2 separate regions of the Gossypium hirsutum genome follow, and region 2 is linked to region 1. Evidence: chromatin contacts called from public Hi-C data. All regions are on one chromosome and are shown on one strand. Each heading gives the region's core, a stretch centred on a gene start, on an enhancer-like site or on the middle of the called end of the contact. The rest is flanking DNA. Distances are from core to core; before and after follow the strand shown. Region 1 has its middle 10 kb from the start of LOC107888655. Region 2 holds the start of LOC107888647 (methyl-CpG-binding domain-containing protein 9).

The links. A called contact is a pair of places that touch in the nucleus more often than the background predicts.
Region 2: a Hi-C map of leaf shows a contact between it and region 1, with 2.4 times the contacts expected there. The contact joins the promoter of LOC107888647 here to the enhancer-like site in region 1. A contact is called at or near these places in 5 of 34 Hi-C or Micro-C datasets (hypocotyl and leaf).

Annotation. Positions count from the first base shown.
Region 1 is chrA09:8,000,247-8,006,158 of Gossypium_hirsutum_v2.1, reverse strand. It overlaps the pseudogene LOC107888656. Among protein-coding and RNA genes, the nearest start is that of LOC107888655, 10 kb to the left of the region's middle. Within about 2 kb of position 2,603, at least 7 of the 9 cell types and tissues checked have an H3K27ac peak or open chromatin away from gene starts, as enhancers often do. A contact at or near this core is called in leaf, where this site is marked.
Region 2 is chrA09:8,291,289-8,297,194 of Gossypium_hirsutum_v2.1, reverse strand. LOC107888647 (methyl-CpG-binding domain-containing protein 9) reads right to left here and starts at 4,116. Exons shown (of 10, transcript XM_016812815.2): 1 at 3,484-4,116; 2 at 642-1,353; 3 at 1-455. The coding sequence starts at 3,980.

The DNA.
Region 1 (5,912 bases), core at 1,354-3,853:
TAACTGTCTTGAGTCCGTGCTCGATTGACAGGGGCCACAAACTATGTATTATGTAATTGATGATTCTACTTTATATGTGAAATGTATAACTTATGCTTGATTTGATTAATTAAATGTAAATATTAGTATAATGAACGATAGCATGTAAAAGATCATGCGAATTAGGTATTACAAGCCCTGGGGGCTGATGATGCTCTGAAACGAGTTAAACTAACTCAATTAGGTGAAACTTAGATATGGAAGTTGATTTGAAAATGTCATAATGTATGACCCGATTTTTGTCTGTGTTAGAAAAATTAGTTTCGAGATTGAATTTGTTAAGTCGAACCATCCGGTAAGTTAAACTAAGAAAATTTACAAGTCAAATACGAGAATTAGAAATGGAATTAACTTAGTAATTAAATTAATTAAGTTGTTAAATAAATAATATAAGGATTAAATTGAAGAAATTAACAAATGATGAAATAAATAAGAGAAACTTATGTAATAATTTAGCATGTCCTTAAAATCAATTGTGCCATAATTAAGTTAAGGTAAGTGGCTAAATATAATCATCACCATCCATTTCCACTGAAGATTATTCTTCATAATCCACCGTAGATTAATAGGTAAGCAAGCTTATTTTGGAGTGATGCTTGTAGATTTTCAACGTATTAAGATTGGTTCAACCAACCCATTAGTTGTTCTTTGATTAAGTTACCATTTATGACAACTTAGAGAAATTGAGTTGGAATTTATGAATATTAGTTACTGAAATTGGATTATAACATCAAAGGTAAAAATAATTTTTTAGCTCTCCAAATTTATAATTTTTTTATCAATAGTCCTTACTCTTTTTCTTTATTTCTTAAAGTATCTACTGGAGCGAGTCTAGTAATTAATCCTCCATATTTTGTAGACCCATTACGGTATAGATGTTGGCCACGAGTTTTAAAGTTGCTTCATACTTAGGACGAGGATCGAACCCTTGGCCATTGGTTAAGGTAGGAGAGACATTTGCCATCTCACCTAACTCTCGTGGTTAATATAGTCCTTATTCTTTAAACGTACATAAAAAATTTTAAATTTTTTTATATTGTACATAAAATATAAAAATATTTTTTAAAAATAAAAATAATTATGAAAAATATAAAAACTCTTTAAAATTCAAAAAATAAAAATGATTTTAAAAATATAAAATAAAATTTCAAAAATTAATGTTATGAAAACCAACCAGTTGGATCGAGAACCAGTTGAGGTATCAATTCGGTGAAAGGTAAAAAAATCGGTTGACCTGTGAATCGGTACAAACTGGTTGAACCAAACTAAAAAGTTTGTTGAACTGATTTCAAACTGGTTTGATTAATTGGTTCCCAGAACGACTGATCCGACTGGATCAAAACAAATAAATTATTTAAAATAAAATATTAAAAAAATTATAAATATCAATTCAATTACTAGTTCAATTGATTTTTTAGCCCAATTCTACCGATGCATACCAATTTGGAGGTCAATTGGTTTTTTCATTTTTAAAAATTTTTTAGTCTTTAACATGTGAAGTTTATTGTCAACTTGATCCATGCCAAGTACATATATATATATTTTTTAAAAAAAATTAATTCTTTTCCTTATTGTAAAAAAAATAAAAAATTCAAACTATAATTATAATCTTTTAAAAAAATTGAAAAAAATAATAATAACACTTTAAAATTCAAAATAAAAATAAAAAGATTTTTTAAAACTATAAAAAAATTCTAAAATTTAATTTTATCTAAACCTGGCAGAACTAATTGGATCAAGAACTAATGGGGTATTGGTCTGGGTGAGAGGTAAAAAACTGGTTGACTCATGAATTGGTATGGATTGATTAAACCAAACTAAAAAACTAGTAGAACTGGAAATTGAACCTATTTTATAACTTTGATTTTTTTTAAAATAATTTATTTGATTTGAACCAATCGTGTTGGCCGTTTTGAGAATCAATTGGTTAGACTAGATCGAAAATAGTTCAATTGTTTGTTTAACCAATTTTTAGCTTGGTTCAATCAATCTGTACCGATTCGCGAGTCAACCTATTTTTACCTCTCGTCAAATTGATATCCCAACTGATTCCTGATCCGACTGGTTGGTCAGGTGCAGTTTAGATAACATTGAATTTTGGAATATATTTAGAATCATTTTTATTTTTTCCATAATTTTTTAATTTTTTGGAAAAAAGTTTTAATTTTTTAATTTTTATGCTTTTATTTAAAATAAGGAAAAATATTTTTTAAAATTTTTATGTAGTGTAAGGACCGATTGACAAAAATTATAAATATTGAGGGCTAAAAAAATTATTTTACCGTTGATACCGTTTAAATGGAGAGATCAAGATTTTTTAATAAAAAAATACAAAGATTTAATGTCTCAAAATTAAAGTATAAGGATTAAATTTTAAATTTTGAGAGAGTACAAGATTATAGAATTAAAGTATACGGGCCAAACTAATAAAAAAAGAAAGTACAAGGTCCAAACTGATAAAAATAGTTTAGGTACCAAAGTGAAAATTTAGCTATAATACAGGGTGAAAAGAGGTGTTAAGCCAAAGATATATTCAGTTTGAAATTTAGAAAATTTTCCTCTTTTATGAGCGAGCCGCATGGACGGCGATGGATACTCCAAATTGCCCATACAAAGTTCCCCCTCTTTATTATCTATCTTTGGCCAAAAAAGGTGAAAGAACAACATAAAATTCCTGTATTTCTTTTCACTTTGTACCTTCTTCTTTGGCCTTCACAATACCAAATCTAATTTTGGCATCTTTAATTCCCATGTTCTTTCTAGGGTTTTGAATTCCCCCTCCCTGGTTATCCCTAATTATTCATCAAGTTCCAATTTTCATTGTCTGGGTACTTTTAGATCTCCTTTTTTTTAAAAAAAAAATTTCGGATCCTTTTTTGTTATCGTAAAAAAAAAAATTCAATGTCACAAGGTTTCTCAATTGAGCTTTACTTCGATCCAGCACTTGAGAACCAGGTCTTAAAAGCTTGGAATGTTTTGGCTCGTCGTCAAATCAGCACTCAGTTAATTGAAATCGAATCAAGGCCTCACATTACTCTCTTTTCAAGCCCTTTTCTCGATCCTGCAAAGCTTGAATCCGTTATAAAGTCCTTTGCTTCAAAGCAAGAACCTTTACCTATTTCTTTTTCTTCAATTGGGGCTTTCCCAAATGAAAACAATGTTCTCTTCCTTTCACCAGCTCCAACAATGACGCTCCTACAATTCCAGGCTCAGGTATGTGAGGCAATTAAAAAGAAGGGATTGAAATTGGGGAAGAGTTTAAAGCTGATGCTTGGATCCCTTATTGTCCCGTAGCTCAAGAAGTGCCTAAAACAAGAATGGCTGAGGCTTTTTGTGTGTTGAGAGAGTTGAAATTGCCTGTTTCTGGGTATGCAATGGATATTGGATTAGTGGAGTTTTCACCTGTTCGTGAACATTTCTCATTTGGACTTGGGAATACCATAGACACATAGAGATTTGGAAGGTCCATTATACAGTGTTAGTCTTTGCTTTTTCTGTTCATTCTGCTTACTTGATGTGTTGCTAATGTAGATTCTATAATTAGTAAATGTTGGATTCTTAGTTGCAAAGTTTACTTGTTTATCATATCTTGTTTTATTGCTTGCATTTTTTTGTACAAAAGTATGTTTTGATGGGATAACAAATGGATTGGCTTAACTCAAACCTTTTATTTATCTTTTATCCTAGTCTTCTACATAACATGATTGGTGGAAATTGTAAAGGATCCCAATGAATAAATGAGTGCAAAATTACAAGAAGTTAAGTTGCATTTTGCTCTCTCTACTAAAAAATTGGATAAATTAGTTTTTAAAAATTTTATCACTTTATATTGTTAAAAGCTGACATATCTAATAGAATAATAAAGACAATAACATATGATATGCCACTTGTTACTGATGTATAGGGACAAGTTTTTAATAGTAAAAATGAATTGAAGTTTTAATAGAAGGACTAGTTTGTTCTTTGATGTAACTTACAATGATTAATTTGCATATTTTTTTAGTATATAAGTCAAAATGTAATTTGACTTCTAGTATTGAGATTTCCATGATACTTTTACTAGTAAATGTGCTTTTAGTTATTGTTGCATCCATTTGTACTTTTAAAAACTGCAGTGGCTGATAGAAGAATCAAATAATAACATATGGCATGTCACTTGTACCTTATACTGATGTATAGAGACAAGCTTTTAATAGTAAAAATGAATGAAATTTTTAATAGAAGGACCAATTTGTTCTTTAATCTAACATATAGGGATTAATTTGCCCATTTTTTAGTATATGGGTCAAAATGCAATCGGAGTTCTAGTACTGTGGTTTACATGATACTTTTTCTAGTAAATGTGCTTTTAGTTATTGTTGCATCTAAACTTCTTGTATGTTTGTCTGAGTTCTAACATTGATGATGATTTGTTCTACCATGATACGAATGACTAGAGAAATGTTGGATGAGGAGAAATGTATTTGTTTGGTTCAAATCATTTTTCAATATGCCATCTTGGTTTGCATGTTAGAAAACATGTGATTGGCATGTACATACATATATATACATATACTGTGTTCACCATTTTGGATTGGCAACTCATAGGAAGCCAAATTCTGCTGGTTGATAGCAATATGGTTAAGCCTATAAGGCAGTAATGGCAACCCAAGTTTCTTAAAGATTGGTTCTGTATCTGTAATGGTATGCAACGTATGTGTTCGATACCTATTGTTAATCTTTTGTCTTAGTAAATGAGCTTTTTGTTGTTGCTGTCGCATCTAATGTCTTGTATGTTTGTCTAACATTGATGAGTATATGTTCTACCATTCCATAAAAGACCAGAAAAATATTGGATGGGAAGAAAATATATCGGATTGGTTCATATATTTTATCAGTCTGCTATTTTTGTTTGCATGGTAGAAACATGTTATTGGCTACATACATACACGCATTTATAAAAATATATAGATTTAGGTCACTACTTTTTATATGTTGACATTTTGCCTTTCCCTCACTTAATGGCAACTCATAAAAAGCCAAATCCTGCTGGTTGTTAACAATGTGGTTAACAGCAGGTGAGCTACTGGTGTACCAGAAGTGCCATCAACAGGCCAAATTTCATAAAGATTGATTCCCGAGTACATGGACATTCTTTTCTATTGGAATTAAAGATTGCATTTTGTCTCTTTTACTAAAAAAATAAGCAAATTAGTCCCTGTACGTTTGATCAAAGAGCAAACTGTTTTTTTTTTAAATTTCATCCATTTCTACCATTAAAAATGGATCTTTATATGTTAACATGAGGTAGGTGTGACATGTCACACGTCACTGTTTAATTATTCTGTCAACCATGTTAGTTTTTAACAATACAAATATAGGAAACTTTTAATAAAAAGGACCAATTTGCTCTTTGATTTAATGTAAGAAACTAATTTACTTATTTTTTGAGTAGAGGAATAAAAAGTAATTTAAATCCCAAGTACATAAGTTTTGTGGTACTTGTACCGAATCAAAGTACAATTTATTCTCTTTGATCCCTTGAGCTGTGTTATCCAAACTTTTTCTAAATTATAGGTACGCGATCCATGTGTTTTGACACATTCCAACATGAGTATGGAGGAGGTACAAATACGATCCTTTAAATATGAAAATTTTTGGAAAATATGAGCACGCTCGTAATGATACTCATCCCAAGTCTGGGTAATATAGCCCTTGAGCTCCAATCCTGAAATCTTTATAGAATTAAGTTATGTTTGCTTACTGTTACTATGAAATAGGGCAATCCATTAATCTTGTAGCAAGGTGTGCTTGTTCAGACAATATGCAAGCAGCCATCACACGAGGCTAACATAAGGACATGGTTCTAGACCCTTGTAAACAGACAAAGTTAC
Region 2 (5,906 bases), core at 2,867-5,366, 290 kb before region 1:
CCGGCTTCAAGTTGGGATTCGTCACTATTCTGAACAAGATATGTTTCCTTCAAGTTACTTCTCAAACAAATCAAGAGATCATTTTCCGTAGGTGGGCAAGGATCTGTAAGGATCCTTTGAATACATCCATCATCATCGAACTCTTTGTTATTATAATAAGTAACATCCCCTTCTTTATTATGACTAGGAGTTTGCTCAACTTTGGACCAACATAGGACAGCTGACCCAATTGGAAGGGGCAAGGCAGAGCATGAACGCCTTCTGATCTTGAAAATAGGTCCAGAATCACCACCATCTAAAACTTCAGATACAAAAAGTGACCCAGTGATCTTATCATGCCAACAAGACCTATAACCTATAGGAAATATCAAACTAGCATCATGATAAGAAGGTCTCATGTCAATGAGCCCCAAAGAGAGAATATAAAAATCTTCAAACTGCACAGGAAGCCCATCCTGTAGGAATAAAAAGAAGAAGAAGAAGAAGAAAATCAGGACACTCAATCTAAAGCACTTAGATTTCACCAACTCAACATGACAATTAGCAGAAAGAAATAATATAAGCTACTTGTGAAAAGGAAAAAATAGAAATGTTATGAGCTGCAAACAAATAAGAAAAAATAAATTAACAAGTCTGCTTACATTAATTTGTTCAGATCCAGAGCTACCCTTCTCATCTTGCACAGCTTCAGTGACTTTCATGATACAAGATTTGTTGGCATACTTTTCCAGAATTTGACCATCACATGCAAAGTCCTTGCAATAACCACTTATCAAACTTTCCTTATTTTCAGGAAATCCACTGGCTATTGAAAACCTTGTTGACTTCCTTTTTCTTGGCAGATGCAATCTTTCCTGAAGAGAAGCCCCCTCACGTTTTATTTCAGCGTCCATAGGGCTATGGTTCAGATTCAACCCAAGATAAGAAGCAACATCTAACACTGAGTCAAATGTTTTCCCATCAGGAGAGCAATAAACTGCATATAGGTCACAGCTCATGGAATGCTTTAGTTCCACACGCCAACCTTCCTCCAGAACCCCATGTCTTTCTGAAACAAATTCTCTAAGACGCTGCAAAAAAATGTCACTCGGATTCCGAGATGGAAATCTAATAGCTGTATTACTACTATTCCTCAAAGACCCTAGCGGAGAACCCAAATCTACCTCATCAAAACTTCTATCTCTAGTTCGCATACAATGAAATAAATCTTCAAAACCCACTTTAACAGCATGTGTCACAATCCTAGAAGCTTTTTGAGAGCCAAACCCATTACCCGCATACAAGGAATTCATACAAGTCAAGGGGGCACCTAACCGATTGCCAACAAAAGAATTGTCACCCGCTGTGTGCTGTCTGGAACCAAGATATATGTTAACCAGTGATGATATATAATAACTTAAATTTAAAGAGAAATTTAAAATAAATAAAGCTATTCAAACAAGATGAACTGAAGGAAGAAAAAAATGAGCTAAATCATAAGAGAATAGCACCTTCTCACTAGTAAGTAAATGAGCAGGAGACATACTATTAAGTACACCACTTTTATAGCACAGGAAGAGTGGTATTAAACATGTTAGCTGATTTCCCACTGTTCCAAGTTAACAGAACTTAATTTTTGGAAACAGTTTCATCATGGTATAGACAAAACTAAGCTTCAACATAGCAGGACAAGATAAACAGCATCCATTTAGAATTTTGAGTTTCCTCAATCTATCAAATGAGAACTAGTACAGGTGACTACCTAAGGAGAAGAGTAGCATAACACCACTTCCACAAGGAAGCGCAATCTATGAATCAAGAAACAACCTACTAGAAATGAAAAAGCATGTTAAGGAAGTTAGCAGCAATAAGGCACTTCACAGATAAACAGGTTAAAGACTATTGAGCAGCAATATGAAAGAGAAAGAATATAAACGCAATACAGTGCTGCAATGTTGGCAGCAGTAGAACACCAGAGGAATAAACAGTTAAAGACTACTGAGACACAATTTCAACGAGGAAAACAATAATTGCTGTACAGTGCCGCAACAAGCTTGGGTTAAACATTCTAATTTGTATATAGAAATTTGTGAGCATGAAGAAGGCTTTAAATGGAAGAGAAAATACTATCTTTGGGTAGCACTTTCTAAGTTTCAACTGTACGAACACAAACTGCATGAAAAAGTCATGGCATTGGCTAACCAGGTGGTTCCAACATAGTCAATATAATATAAATGCGGTACAATGCTGTGATGTTGGCAGTGGTAGAACACCTATGGAATAAACAGTTAAAGACTATTGAAACACAACTTCAAATAGAAAAACAATAATTGTCATACAGTGCGATGACAAGATTGGTTTATACATTCTTATTTGTATAGAGAAATTCATGAGCACGAAGAAGGCTCTAAATGCAAAAGAAAATACTATCTTTTGGCAGTAATTTCTATGTTTCAACTGTACGAACTCAAACTGCATGAGAAAGTCATAGCATTGGTCAACAAGGTGGTTCCAACATAGTCAATACCCTAAAGGTTCAGTGAAAATGGCAGAACTGATACATCTTCGCATAATCAAAATAAACTAACACCCCCCCCCCAAAAAAAAAAACCCCCAAAAGCCTACAATCCATGTGTAAGAGCAGCATAACCCTTCACATGCCAAAGGTAGCAACAAATTACACTTGTAAGGAAAACAATATTCAAACAAGGAACAAAAGAATGACATGGTACCAGCAGAACCACAGTTTTCAGGTCAATGGCAAATCATTCAACTTCAACCCCCAGAATTTTCAATTCATGGAAAAGGACTAATCATCTTAAATCCTTACTTAACATATACTCTCTATCACCATCAAACTGTCCCACCATCAGGCATCAGCTAGTAGTCTTTACAAATTTCAGGACAAACTTTACAGGCAAAATGGGGGTAGATTCGTTTATAGACATTTAAATCAAGTAAACTGCTAAAAAGCAACCAAAAAGACATCAATTATCTCATAAGCAGTATGACTAGTTGTACAATCTACAGCTACCAACCAGTTCAATTACCCACTGATCAGCTTCAAAACCATTGACTATAATTAATGTCCTTATGATGAATCACGGGTACACCCTACCTAAACATCCTGACCATATCTAACAGTTCACACACACTAAACAAACGCAAACAATCTGCCTGTCAACATGCATTGCAATTTTTAACTAACCCTCAGCACAATATTCCACTACTAGCACACAAATAAACAAGTCAATATTCAATTACTTACCTGTTATTTGCTTTTAAAAATGCCCTAATCCATCTCCAAATTAACACATTAAGCTAAAGAACGCTAGAAATAAATCAAGCAATCAATATCTAACATCCCCAGAAACCACATTTCAAATTTATTCAACTCTTAAGTCATAACTACACAGTTAACAATAATGCAGGCTGAAAAGACTTACAAAGCTTCAATTAAAAAAAGCTAAACTCGAGTTTCTAATATTAAGCTTTAAGTTTTACCTCAATAACTCCTGCACCTCCTCACCATCGCCGTCACCATCACTCGGCGGGGAAGCATTAATATCAAGGATGCGCTTCTTGGCCTTAAACCCAAGCGGCCACCGTTTACTCCTTACTCCGCGGCCAACACACGCTCCACAAACCCACTCCGCCCCCGAAAGCAACTTCTCGGAAACCCCGGAGCATGCCAAGTGAAACCCTCGCTCACATCCATCACAAACCACCACTCTTCCTCCTCCTCCTCCACCGGGCGTCGCCGCCGACAAGCCACAGACACCACACTGCTCCTCCTCGTTGGCAACGGGAACACCGGCGGCTTCACCAAGAGCCGGGTCGGGATTCTCGTGGATAGCCCGAACAATCGAAAAGGAATCGGGTTCGGCGGAGTCGGAGTCGGGTAGGGTTTCGGCAAAAGAAGAAGAAGGGATCTCGTTTAGATCGATGCCGAGGGGTGAACGAGTCTCGGGCTTTGAATCGTTCGAATCGGAGAGTTCCATTTTTTTTGTTGGTTTTTTCTTTATCCGAGTCGGGGTTTTTCGAAGAACAAATACATTTCTTTCTGAAAGCTTTTTTAAAAAAATTGGAACCGAAGGTTAAAAAAATATAAAGAATTGTCAGAGGAAAATATTAAAATAGAGAAGAGAGAAGCTTTTTTTAATTATTTTATATTTATTTTTTGGATAGGAGGAAATTTACAGTACTCGCTTTATTACACTGACACGTGGAAATAAGTCTAAATTGTTTTCTGTTTAGGAAAGAGTTGGTTTGGGGATCTTGTCTTCAAACGGGGATAACTAGAAGTCAAATAGTTTGAGGTTTTTCTTTTTGTGATAAATATATCCTCTTTTTTTAATATATTTTTATATTTAATTAGGATATACTACACCCTAGAATGAAATAATAAATATTTATTTTATTAATTTTATAATAAAAATATAAAAAATAAATATATATTTTTAATATTAAATTTATGGAAAGTAAAATGTTAATTTTTTTTACCTTAATTGTACATATAATAATAAATTTAGTCTTCAAAATTCACATATTTTATCGATCTGGTTTGATTTAACAAATTTAGTTCGCAATATCTATACGTTTTGTCAATATTTACATGAAATATATAAATATAGAAAGCTTAAATTGTTATTATATCAATCAAAATTATGTATATTTGATGAAAAATGTTAATATTGCAATTAATTATCTTTTATTGCTCATTTTCGAAATTAACAATGATTAAATTACTCTAATTTTTGTAGGAAAGACCAAGTCGCTTAATATTAACTTTGAGTTTTTTACCTAAAAATATTATTTTTAATCATTTCCTAATTAAATCGATGCCCAATTAATTATCGACACTACTTTTAGTTAAGAGTTTATAGTATAGATGATTTTTTTTTTGTTTTTTTATAATATTTTAATCTAAATTCGTATAATTGCTATAGAATCTGAATTCACTTCTTCTTCACATTAAGATTGAATTTGGAAAGCACTTAGTATTCACATTTATTTGATTGCTTGTAACTGTTAGCAGGTTCCACTGAATTGAGTATAATTGGAGGCGGAGCACTCTAATTATACTCTCCTATCCGTAGGGAAGGATGAGAATTGGCGTAATTATACGGGTAACTACAAACAATTACATTGAAATCTAATTACACTTTCTTTTCAAATATACCTATACATAATTTATGTTTAAGAAGTTATTTTTATGCAATAATAATAGTATTTTAACTTTAGAACATATATTTTATTTTAAAAATAAATTTATATTATTTTACTAATCTTGTTTAAATAATATGAAGTCTTGTTGACAAATTATTTTTTTCATACATTTTTACCTACTAAATATTTAACTCAGCTGCATAGGAATTTTTTATAAATTATTTACACTAATTTTAAATAAAAGTATAATTAGTGCTTTCCTCTAACACCCTACCCTCAACCCAGATTATAGATCCAAATATAAGATGCCACATTGGTTACCAAAGTAATCCAAACAAATCAAATTCAAAACAAATTATTTAACATGCATAATTAAAAATTCAATATAATTAAAACTAACATTTAGTTATTACAATCAGTTACAGAGTACTATAAATAAAAATCAATCTCAAACGAGCATTAATACGACATTCGAAGTCTAAAATATCAAAATAAGGTAGTAAGACTCGAGAATTAGGGTACAAGTCTCAATACTGGCAACCGTTGAAACATAAAAATTGAAGTTGTTTGTGCAAGTCTTGATACTTAGAGTCAAGTCTCGATACCCGGTGACCAAGTATCAATACTTGTCCAACTAATCTATAGAAATAGACCAAATTTTAAATAAGTCTCTATACTTATTCATACTAGTCTTGAGATTTAAGCCTAGAAATGCAAAAATTACCATTTCAAGTCATTCCAACATGCTTCAAAAATAA